4 separate regions of the Mus musculus genome follow, and regions 1, 3 and 4 are each linked to region 2. A link is a contact called in public Hi-C, HiChIP or PLAC-seq and Micro-C data. All regions are on one chromosome and are shown on one strand. Each heading gives the region's core, a stretch centred on a gene start, on an enhancer-like site or on the middle of the called end of the contact. The rest is flanking DNA. Distances are from core to core; before and after follow the strand shown. Region 1 holds the start of Ttc7b (tetratricopeptide repeat domain 7B). Region 2 holds the start of Kcnk13 (potassium channel, subfamily K, member 13). Region 3 overlaps Foxn3 (forkhead box N3). Region 4 overlaps Foxn3 (forkhead box N3).

Region 1 (2,700 bases), core at 25-2,524, 560 kb after region 2:
GTTCGGGGTGAAGGTTGAAAAGAGTACACATGTCCTTCCTTGAATGAGCAGTGTCAGTCCTTCATTCATTCCCTCTGTGATTTGTCTGTCCCACGCCTGCTCAGACAGTCTTGGGAAGCCAGAGGTGAAGGAGGACAAAATCCTCTGCCCTCTCTGCCCAGGCTCCAAGTGCCTGCCTGTGGTTTTGGCGCGTACGAAAAGACAAGCAAATATTAACCATACTTGCTTCCAAAACAAATAAGGCCACGTGGAGTCTCGCTCTGGAATGTGATTTTGGCTGCAGTTTTGGTTTGATGGGTTGGAAGAACCAATTCAGCAAATGGGGTCATTGGCCAAGTCCAGCCGCCAGGTTTCCCAAGTCAGATCCTGGTTCCTGGGCGCACCAGGCCCCTCATCCAATCAGCTCCATTTCCCTCATTGTTAATACAGTCTCATCTTCCTGCCCAGTAACCTTCTCCCAGACTCCCTGACTCTGTTTCCCTTGTACTCTCCACCCTATCCTCTCTGGGTCTGCAGATTTGACACCCAACTGTCTTGACCTCAAGACACAAATCCCAACCTGCCAATGCCACCCCTGACACCCTCCAAGTCTGAGCTCCCTCCTGGGGCCCTTGATTACCATATGTTCACAACATCTCCATCACAGGACCCCTGAGCACACCACACACACTCTGGTGGTCCCCAGATGCCCACAGGTATGTCCCGGGGGGCTCCATACACACACAAACGCACACACACACACAAGCTCCAACTTCTTGGAAGCCCGGGGCTGGCCTCCGGTCTCTGGGGTCGGTGAACCTCTCCAGCCTGCACGTCAGGACTCCAAGGCTCCGACAGGCACAGCCCGCCCGCCCAGCCGCACGCCGCGTGACCGGAGGACCCCGCGTTCCCCAAGGGCCTGGCCCGCGCACACCGCGCGGCCTGCGCCTCGCCGCCCGGCCGCGCCCCTGCTCGCGCCCGGAGCCTCAGGCCTAGCCCCGGAGGCCGCGGCGGTCCCGCAAGCCCCGGTGCGTCCGCGCGTACCGTTGGCGATGAGCTTGGCCGACAGCTGCTTGACGAGCTCGGGGATCCGCTCCCATTGGCACTCGGAGCGGCAGCGCTCGATCTCCGTCTCCAGCCGCGAGCCCGCCTTCCTGGTCGCCATGGCCGCCCTGGCCGGCCCGGCGCGCGCCCGCAGGCCCCGCAGGCCCCGCCGCCGCCGGGCCCCGCGCCGCCTCCCGCTGCGGCCGCGGGCTCCGGCTCCGGCTCCCGGCTCGGCGGCGTAACGGGAACGCCGGCCGGGGAAGGGGCGGGGAGCGGGCGGCGGCGGGCGCGGCGGGGCCCCGGGCGCCGCGAGGAGCGGCCCCTGCCGGCCAGGGCCGGAGCCGCAGCGGGCCGGGGCGGAGGCCGGACAGCAATGAGGAGCGCGGGACGGTGCTCAGGAGCGAACCTGGAGCGGTGAGGGGTCAAGCCAGGGCAGCCACCCCGAGGATGCTCTGGGGCTCCAAAGGCCGGGGTTTCTAGTGCGAGAGGGCGTGAAGGGCGAGCCTGCCTCGGCTGGCCCTGCCATCGCAGGTTGCTTGTGCTGGCCTGCGCCCCTCCTCAGGCTCCCCTCTGCCCCAGGTAGCCTCCGTCCCCATCATGTGGCCAGAAGCAGTGGAGATTCATGCTCCTCCAGAACCTGCCCGAAGTTCCTTAAGTGTGTGTTGGAAGAAAGTGAGGGAGGACGTGTGTGTGTGTGTGTGTGTGTGTGTGTGTGTGTGTGTGTGTGTGTAGCTGCAAGCCCAGATGCCAGCTCCCTTGCCCTCTGAGGAGAATACCAACTCATAAGTGGCATTTCCAGGCCTTGACCTTGTAACTGAGAGCAGGGGCAGGTGTCTAAGCTGAACATTATTTCACTTGTGTAATTTATTCAGTAACTATAGAGTCAGAGGTCACCCACACAGAGCTAGGTAGTGTTTTAGGGCTGTGGAAACGGAACGAAGTGGGTACAACTTTGCTTCAAAGTGGGTATAAAGTTCATAGCCCATTCATGGAAATGAATTAATTAAGCAAAATAAAGTAGCAAATTAGGTTATGGGTTGGTTAAGGATGGTGTTGAAGTGATATTTGACAGTTTTAAAGATGAGAGTCGGGGGGATATGGGAGGTGGGGAGGGCAGATCATTACAGGCAGAGCAAAGGCCTCGGCTTTACTATATTTGGTGAGTTAGAAAAAGGCCAGAGTGGCTGGGGTGGAATGAAGGCAAGGAGCTGAGCAGATGATGTCAGGAGGGTGGGGGTTAGTCCATGCCCGGCCTTCTGGATCATTAGAAAGACTGTCTTTCTTCTTGGTGAGATAGGGAGCCTGCATGTTAGTCAGGCATGCAATGGCAAGGCCTGCAAGTATGGACATGACCAGTATTTGGGAAAGTTGGTCAGGGAATGTGGCTTCAGGGGCAGTGGGGGTGTTGGACTCTGCAATACTGCCTCTGAGGATGGAGCTGTCATCTGGGCAGTACCCTGTCACCAGGTTCATCCTCTTTGGGTGTGTCTCCTCCAGCTTTCCAAAGCTATCAAGTGCAGGCTTTTCTCTCATGCCCTGGGGATAAATGAAGACCAGACTCACAGGCCTTGGTTTACAGGATCAGCAACTGAAACTCAGTAAGGGCCAAGAGGAAAGAAGTACTTGGGACATGACCAACACCACACTGAGGCAACCCAAGGCCCTCAGAGGTGATGG
Region 2 (2,700 bases), core at 113-2,612:
TGTGTGTGCACATGTGTGCATGTGGAAACCAGAGGGGCTCTCACTGAACCGAGAGTTCACTGACTTGGCTACGGAACTGTGGCTAGCCAGCTCCACTTGGCCCTACCTGCTCAGGAGGAGTAGGATGTCAAAAGTCCACAGCTATGCTCATCCTTCTGTATGTGTGTTGGGGAGCTGAACTCTGGTCCTCACACTGTGATGAGCACATTACTGACTTGGCCATCTCCCCAGCTCCAAAACCAAGCTTTTAAGTGGGCAAAATAGTCCAACCATTTACAAAAGTCCAATATACAAGGTGTCCAGAGAACACAAAACCCCAAGGAGATAAGTTTATGTGCCTGTATACAGAAGGCTTAAAAATAAAATGGCTGGCTCTGTCAACAGTCTATAGGATGTGGACACTGCATTGTTGTGGGTTAGAAAAAGCTAGTTTGAAATGATGTCAGTCGGTACACTTCAGGAACACACTTTACACAAGACACATAACTGGTTCTTATGAATACAGAGACCTGAATAAACAAAACCAAGTTCTATAAAGGAGAAATATTCCATGGTGGAAAAAGAAATCAGAATAGTGGCTACCTCTGCAGGAATGTGGGTGGGGATTTACTGGGAAGATATTTGTGGGAGCTTTAATCCTTTGGTGGCTTTTAGATGATAAGGGAGGGAGGCCACCATTGTTTGGCTCCCAAAGTTATCAGGACTCACCTAATGGTACAATGACATGTCATTGCATGCAAATTTTACCACAAAAGCAAAAATCCGAGGATAGAGCTCTTAATAATGGCCAATACTGGCTGGAGATGGGGTGAAAGTGTGTGGGTGTCTACAACCATTCAAAGTGCATCCTGAGTGGGTTGGTGACTAGAAAGGAATGGGTAAATATAAGCAAGCCTGGTAAACTGTCACTTGTAGAATCTAGGTGGTGGTGTGTTGTGTCATTGTAAACGTCATTCGATTTTGATGTACTTGAGATGTTTCTTAAACTAGTAAAGGTAATTGGGTTACTCACCCTGGGTGTGAACTCAATACCCTCTAAAGTTCTTCCTCCCCAGGAGACACAATGCAAGATAAACGGTCTGTTAGTTACTCTCACCAAAATCATTTGCATCTATTCAACAGAACTGCAAGCTTTTCTAGTTCTGTTTCTGGCTAGTATCGTGGGTGGGTCTCCTGGGACCACTCTCTCTCTCTCTAAAGGCGGAGAAATTCTGTTTAGACCGTGGGTGGCTATGAATCCATTCCTTCACACAGCTATATTCGATCCCCTGTGGCTAAACTGCTGGGAACCAGGTGTGTCTGGAGGGCACGCAGCGCCCTCTTCTGGCCTGAGAGGAACCCACGCAGACCATCGAGGCTCTCGACCTATCTGTTAAGCAACCACTCCAGGGATCTGCACTCCCTGGTAGAAGCATCGCTGTTTAGAGGTCCAGGCGAGCGCCAGCGGAGGAGACCTGAGCAGGAGACTGGCCCTGAGGCCAAGGGGCGGGTACCGGGTGGAGTCGCCTCGGTTGGCAGCTGCAGAGCTCCACCTGTTGCAGTTTTTGAGCACTCCACAGAGAAGGCAGCTCTGGGCACGGACTTCTGCTCTCAGCCCCACTGGGCAGGGCAAGGCCACTTGAGAAGGGAAGCCAGGAACCATCCTGAACCTGTTCCACAGAGCAGGTGCGTTTGGGAAGGTGAGACGCGAAGGCGACGGCGGCTCCAGAGCTCATGGCAAGTTGGGGGTCTCTGGGTGGGCGCCCCAGCGGTTCACAAAAGAACCTTGTTGCCGGCTTACATGTTGTAGCTTGGAGTTCTCAGCTCAGCGCCACTGACTGCGCAAGAACTACAGAGCCGAGGCGATCAAAACCGGGTGAAAGAGATGGAACTCTTCTGGCCGCTGTCCTTGGCCGGTTCTCCGGGAGATGGGCTGGCAGGGCCGGCACGTGTGGACAGAGAACGCCCGGTGCAGGCCCTAGAGGCCAAGGGCGATCTGGTATGGGGGAAGTCAAGGAAGGCTCCCTGGGAGGATGCTTCTAACTTCCTTCACTGTTCCAACCTCCCCCTCTGTTCTCCTCCCCACAGCGGTCCGCCCTCGTGCTGCCGTGGAGCCTGTGTGCCCAGCAGAGATCCGAGCCGGCTGATCTGCCTCTTCGCACTGTCCCTGCGTCCGTGCGTCTGCCCCAAACCCGTTCCGACCTCTGAGCCCTGGTTATTCTGGTGGATAGAGGCTCTCGGCAGAACATTGTCACTAATACGCAACACAGATCCACCTGGAGAGGCACCGAAGACAGAGAACAGCCCGTATCCCAGCCATCACAGCTTGGAAAGCAATGCTCCGAGGAACCCGGACCTTGATGTGAAGCTTACCCGCCGATTCTCTCTGGACCCACGACCTTTTTTTTCTTCAAGAGGAGTTCAAGTTCTAGGGAGTTTGCCTTGAAGGCACGCCACGCCCCCTCCCCAATCTGAGCCGAATTAGGAGCTCGGGTGAACCCGGGTCGCCCGCACCCTCGCACCAAGTCGAAGCAGATTCTGTGTCCCGACCCTCTGGTCTTCAGCCTTAAGGAGAACTCCAGAGAGGACAGGGAGGCGGCGACGACAAAGCGGATTCGAAACCACGAGTCCAGGCGGACGTGGGGAGCTGGCTACACAGGAACCACCGAGGAGGCGGCGGCGGCCGGGAGATCCACGCCGCCTTGGGGAACGCGCGGCGGG
Region 3 (2,700 bases), core at 102-2,601, 580 kb before region 2:
TACTCAAACAAGCAAAGCCTGTGAGAGACCCCACAACCCTGCATAAGCCATGTTGGGGGTCCTAATTGAAACATCTAACAATCTTGGATATTTGAATACTTGGCTCAGATGACATCTAAGCCTTTCTAATGTTGGGGGGGAGTCGGAGGCATGAGGTACAAACAGACACACTGGCATTGTAGCTGCATGGCAAATTATGGATTATTCTCCTACACTCTCAAGTATGTTGAAATAAAGTGACTCACGATCTGAATTTTCTTCCAAGTAGCAACAGTGACAGGGAAAAAAAAATGAATGAACGAAACCAGACAATTCCCTTTAAACCCTAGCTCTAGACATGGATCGTGGGGTGACAGGAGCCCAAATTCATATTATTCTATCTACTTTGGCTGGCTAAAAATGCCCATGATTAAACAAAAACAAATTTAACCTGTCTGTTGAAGCACTTTGAGAGATAAAACAGACTTAATTGAGAGAAAAAGATTCTTGATGAAATCTGAACACTTAGGAAAAAGAACAAAACCCATGCCTATAATACCAGCAAAGGAGGCGGAAGCAGGAGGGTCAGGAGTTCAAGGTCACCCAAAGATGAATATCAAGTTCAAGGCTTGCCTATTTGAGGCCCTCTCAAAACAAACTGACCAACAACAACAAAAAAACCCTGAAAGGCCCCTCCCTGGTTCCAGGACCAGCTAAGCACCTTGAAACACCAGACAACCAACTTTCCCAACCCACCTCAGAACCAAATCTCCAAGGTGGGGCCTGAGAGGTGGTACCAGTGTTAAATGCCTTGCTTGGGGTGACCGAGATGCAATCTCAAAGGTTCCTCCCTTCTCCAGGGGCCTAGCCAAACAGTAATCCAGCAGGGTCCCATGTTCCAAGCCGTCTGGGACAAGGATCCCACAGGATCCCACATCCTCTCTGCTAGGCCAAGCTTTTTTCAATTTCAAAAACATACCAAAAGAATTAAAACAAACAAAGAAGGTGGCGCAGCTAACTCGGTGGGTATAATGTGCCAGGCCTCCATTCTCTGTTATCTGAGGCAGTTCTCACCAACGTTTGGGTGTGTTCAAACATTCATGTTGAGGTTGAGCCTACTGCCAAAGCAGAACTCCCTGGGAAGAAAACAAGTGTACCTACAGAGCCCAAGGGACTCTCACTGGGCAATGGATCAGCGAGAATGCCTTCCCTTTTACGCAGCAAATCCAGGAGAAAACCCCCAGTAAACAGGCCAGGGCTAGGGCCCTGGCAGCACTCACTAAGCCTGACACTTGAACAGCCACCAGAGGCCTCCAGCTCACCCAAAGAAAAAGAAAGGGGGAGGGGGGCACAACTGTAGCTTTATTCACTGGGAACAAACTCGAAGTCACAAAACTGACTGGCATTTGATCAGAAACACGTCAATACAGGTCACTGCCTCAGCTAGGAAGCCAGAACTCAACAATTCAGAAAATTAACAATCTCAAGTCCTTCAAAACACTCCCTGTCAACAGGTATCAGTGTTTGCTGAGATTGACAACCAACACCCCTGGGGGGGAGGGGGATGTGACTCCAAGAATCCAGTGTAAGGCGGGGCGGGGCAGGGAGCCGGGTGGACCCTCCTGGTGAGCTCTGACAGGCACCATCCAGGGCTTGGTAGCAAGGCAGCAAGAGGAGTAGATAATCTCTAAGTCTCCCTGCAGGCTTGAAGCTGGTCCTGTTTAACAGTTCAGAGTTCGAACTAGCTACATTACTTGTGGGTGCTGTGGTTTCATGTCAAACGTGGAGACGCGGGCACGCTAGAACGTGCAGAAAGGATGACTGGAGCTAAAGGCCCTGTTAACTTTCCTCAGTGGCAAACAGCTCTGGGGTCCTGACTCGACCTCTGCTGGCTGTACTCTAAGCTTAGAATTCCTTCCTCACACTTGCTCTCTCTCTTGCCCCAAGAAGTGACCTATACAAAGGTGTTTAATGCCACAGCCTGGCTCTTTGAAAGAGGACAGTTTCTAAGTTTTCAGAAGGATCTCAAAGCAGGGAACAGAGTTGAAATCTAGAGAGTGGTCTCAGATGCTTAACCTGAGAAAATAGCTAAGACTGAGTACCAGGGATGTAAGAGGCACGCCCTGAGCCTCACAGATAAAACTAAGGACCTGGAAAAGAAGAAGGCTCCTGCATATCCAGGAACCCCCCTCCTGACATCATCAGCATCAGTGAGCAATGGCTCAGAGGTTAAGAGCACTCATGGTTCCTCCAGCAAAACCAAGGTCAGTTCCCAACACCCACAGTGGGTAGCTCTCGATCACCTGTAAATCCAGCTCCCTCCCTCACACATGTGTGCTCGGGCTCGCTCTCACGCGCTCTCTCTCTCTCTCTCTCTCTCTCTCTCTCTCTCACACACACACACACATACACACACACACACACACACACACACACACACACTTAAACAATTTAAAAAAAAAAACAAAAAACCCTTCTGGTGGGAACCTTAACCCACGCAGTACTTCACCCTGGCGGTTTCCCAGTTTCACGGTGCCAGGCACTCACATAGACACCAGATTTCATAAAAGCTGAGGGCACCTGGAGTCTCTGATGGGTCTCGGAGTAATTAAGTATGTTCAAGTATCTTTCAACAGAGCAGTATCTCCCGTGAATTCCAGAAGCCTGAGAAGCCACCCCCTCCCAATATTCAGAAAGCAGCTATCCTTTTCCTCCAGTTCT
Region 4 (2,700 bases), core at 95-2,594, 560 kb before region 2:
AACCCTGTCCTTCCCAACTTGTTTTTGGGCCATGATGTTTTACTGCAGCAGTAGAAACCCTGAGTAGACAGGCATTCGTGGGCGCCTTTGCTATTCTCTCTGATGAGCACAGCGTTTCAGTGGCCATCACCTGATGTTGACTTCTGGCCTACACACACACACACACACAGAGAGAGAGAGAGAGAGAGAGAGAGAGAGAGAGAGAGAGAGAAGGAGAGGGAGAGGGAGAGGGAGAGGGAGAGGGAGAGGGAGAGGGAGAGGGAGAGGGAGAGGGAGAGGGAGAGGGAGAGGGAGAGGGAGAGGGAGAGGGAGAGGGAGAGGGAGAGGGAGAGGGAGAGGGAGAGGGAGAGGGAGAGCAAGCGCCCATCCATTTCACTGGCAGATACCACCAAAACGTTTGTTTTGTTTTGTTTTGTTTTAAACTTCCTCCAAAATGTCTCTTTGAGCCTTCAAGTATATAAGACTGAAAAGTGAGTGTTCCTGGCCCAGCCACAGGGCAAGAAAAGCAAGGTCTCAATGAAACACAAAAGCCAGCACAGACCTGAAGGGGAACAGGCGGCCCCCACAACAAGGCAGCCAACTGCCAAGCTGTCATTTTGCTCGGCGGCTGAACAGAAGGCCCGAGTAATGACAACCACAAAACTCATTTAAAGTCTGAAAAGGTGACTAATGAGCTCATTCATGCTGGCTATAAATTATTCACTCCAACACTGATCCCACACTAGACAAACAGTAAAGTAAACTTTAAACACAGACCCGGCCGGCCTTCCGACTCGAGGCAAGTTATGTCTGTAAGACTTCTCACAATGACAGAGATACTTGTCCCCGTTGCCTATTGTCACATTAGTCTTCTGTTTACTTTTTTTTTTAACTGCCTTTAATCAAGTTAAGCAGACACAGCTGTTACACATTTATTTCTCTGCTGTTTTTTTTTTCATTAGTTATTACGAGCAATCATGAAAGCCCTAAAAATAACAGCAAATTATATTCTCTCGAAATTGAAGGCTGACCTTAAAAATGAAGCCCAGGTCTTCAGAAAGAATATTCATACCCACACATGCTGGCTAAGTGACAGCCCCACACACGGGCAAAACATGAGTGCCTGCCCAACTCTCCAACTCTCTGAGAGCTCTGCAATTTGCTTCTACATTTCCTTTGGTTCTGGGGGGAACCGGTTGCCTCAAAACCAGCGGATACAACAGACCCTGTTTCTGGCGGTCACGTTTGGGTTAAGATTTTCACGAAGACATTATCATCTTAAGCAAATAGAAGAAATGTCTGCCGGCTTTTTCCAGCACTGATAAATAGCAGGTTCCTTGAAAACGCACCCTGGTGCTGCAGATTGCTTTCAGTTTCCTGTTTAACATTAAATAAAGAATTGTCACTCTTCTGTTTTTGCAAACCGAACTGCTTGCTGCTAGTGTGGCTGCTAAAAGCGTGGCGATCACAGCTTACGTGGTCCCCTCTTTCTTTTTTGCTCACCGGCTATCATTTTTTAAGACACTGTAAAGGTTTCAAATCTGTTTGACGGATTTAGTTTTAAGTCCCCAAACAAGTACTTAACATTACAACATGGTTAGATCGCTGAACATTATGTATTTTTAAACTGCTTCGGATCCTTGGAAAATAAGTCACAGAAAAGACTCATATCCAAATAACAGCAGATGGGGGCCCTAACTAATCAAAAGTGAAAGTGGAAAGTTAGACACTGCAGAGTGCTGGCTCGCTGCAGGGATGCTGGGGCTCACTGCAGGGATGGCTGGGATGAAGCAGCAGTCGGGAGACTCCACTTTACTCTGCCCCCCCCCATACCCCCTCTTCTAAGGAAAATCTTCCACATTTTCAGTTTCTTGCATGATCTAAATGAAAGCTTTGTCCACCGCTTCTGTTGCCTAAGACACAAAACATATTTTTTTAGTGTAGAAAAAATACATTTAAAAAAAAAATGTAGAATGGGGGAGTCCTGCAATATTGATAGCAAAGGTCACTGCGTCCTACCCACAGCCCTCTGGGGGCTTTCCTGTGTCCCTCAGGCTTTCAGTCACATTCACATCTCCAGATCAAACAAACTTAAAGGCCTCTCCACCAGAGTCCTGGAAGTTGCTTTTGGATTTCTCTTCTTTTGTTTTTGGTCAATTTTACTTCTTGGAAAAGTTTTGTTGTTGTTGTTGTTTTACTTTAGTTTAGGTTTTTTTGAGGTGGGATATCACTATGTCTCACTACGTAGACCAGGCTGGCCTTGAAACTCACAGAGCTCCAGCTGCCTCTGCTTCTCCAGCATTGGGACTGAATGCGTGCACCGACCTGCTCAGCTTGCGGAACACTTATAAATTCGTACTGAAACTGGCCAGAAGCTTTGTCCCCACGTGTGCACTAAACTATGATTTCTGTTGCTTTAACATTTTGCATTCTCATAGATAAGTGGTTTTGTCTCATGACATTTATCAATTCAGGCGTCTGCGTGTGGCTGTGGATGAGGACACGGTGGAGGTGAGAGGACAGCGTGCACACGTCGGTTGTTTCTCTTCTTCCACCACATGGGCCCCGGGAACCAAACTCAGCTCGCAGCAACCGGGAGCAAGCATCTTTAGGGCAGATGAGCCGTCTTGTTGGCCCACGGTGTAAGGTTTTGAAAAATCTAACATCACAATGCAAACATCCAGATCAAGCAAATAAATATAAAACTCTGGAACAGTCCTG

The links. A called contact is a pair of places that touch in the nucleus more often than the background predicts. HiChIP or PLAC-seq counts read pairs in DNA pulled down with a chosen protein or histone mark.
Region 1: a contact with region 2 is called in an H3K4me3 HiChIP or PLAC-seq map of embryonic stem cells, with 2.6 times the contacts expected there. The contact joins the promoter of Ttc7b here to the promoter of Kcnk13 in region 2. A contact is called at or near these places in 4 of 39 promoter capture datasets (embryonic stem cells, pre-B cells and stem cell-derived epiblast-like cells), 1 of 115 datasets of contacts at active chromatin or transcription factors (embryonic stem cells) and 1 of 9 other capture datasets (embryonic stem cells).
Region 3: a Micro-C map of embryonic stem cells shows a contact between it and region 2, with 3 times the contacts expected there. The contact joins the enhancer-like site here to the promoter of Kcnk13 in region 2. A contact is called at or near these places in 11 of 39 promoter capture datasets (the C10 cell line, cranial neural crest, embryonic stem cells and 7 more), 1 of 15 datasets of contacts at CTCF or cohesin (pro-B cells), 7 of 484 Hi-C or Micro-C datasets (LSK cells, the N1E-115 cell line, embryonic fibroblasts and 2 more) and 9 of 115 datasets of contacts at active chromatin or transcription factors (embryonic hindbrain, embryonic midbrain, embryonic stem cells and 6 more).
Region 4: a Hi-C map of LSK cells shows a contact between it and region 2, with 5 times the contacts expected there. The contact joins the enhancer-like site here to the promoter of Kcnk13 in region 2. A contact is called at or near these places in 7 of 39 promoter capture datasets (the C10 cell line, embryonic stem cells, hippocampal neurons and 3 more), 6 of 484 Hi-C or Micro-C datasets (LSK cells, embryonic fibroblasts, embryonic stem cells and 2 more) and 9 of 115 datasets of contacts at active chromatin or transcription factors (embryonic hindbrain, embryonic midbrain, embryonic stem cells and 6 more).

What each region holds. Positions count from the first base shown.
Region 1 is chr12:100,519,548-100,522,247 of GRCm38.p6, forward strand. Ttc7b (tetratricopeptide repeat domain 7B) reads right to left here and starts at 1,275. Exons shown (of 20, transcript NM_001033213.1): 1 at 1,024-1,275. The coding sequence starts at 1,144.
Region 2 is chr12:99,963,137-99,965,836 of GRCm38.p6, forward strand. It overlaps Kcnk13 (potassium channel, subfamily K, member 13), which reads left to right and starts at 1,363. Exons shown (of 3, transcript NM_146037.2): 1 at 1,363-1,665; 2 at 2,068-2,700.
Region 3 is chr12:99,385,035-99,387,734 of GRCm38.p6, forward strand. All of the region lies in intron 2 of Foxn3 (forkhead box N3), which reads right to left. Among named protein-coding and RNA genes, the nearest start is that of Gm51999, 5.8 kb to the right of the region's middle. Within about 2 kb of position 1,352, at least 52 of the 459 cell types and tissues checked have an H3K27ac peak or open chromatin away from gene starts, as enhancers often do. A contact at or near this core is called in embryonic stem cells, extraembryonic endoderm stem cells and trophoblast stem cells, where this site is marked.
Region 4 is chr12:99,405,812-99,408,511 of GRCm38.p6, forward strand. The region is part of intron 1 of Foxn3 (forkhead box N3); the gene reads right to left. Among named protein-coding and RNA genes, the nearest start is that of Gm51999, 15 kb to the left of the region's middle. Within about 2 kb of position 1,345, at least 152 of the 459 cell types and tissues checked have an H3K27ac peak or open chromatin away from gene starts, as enhancers often do. A contact at or near this core is called in LSK cells, embryonic fibroblasts, memory CD8 T cells and 2 more, where this site is marked.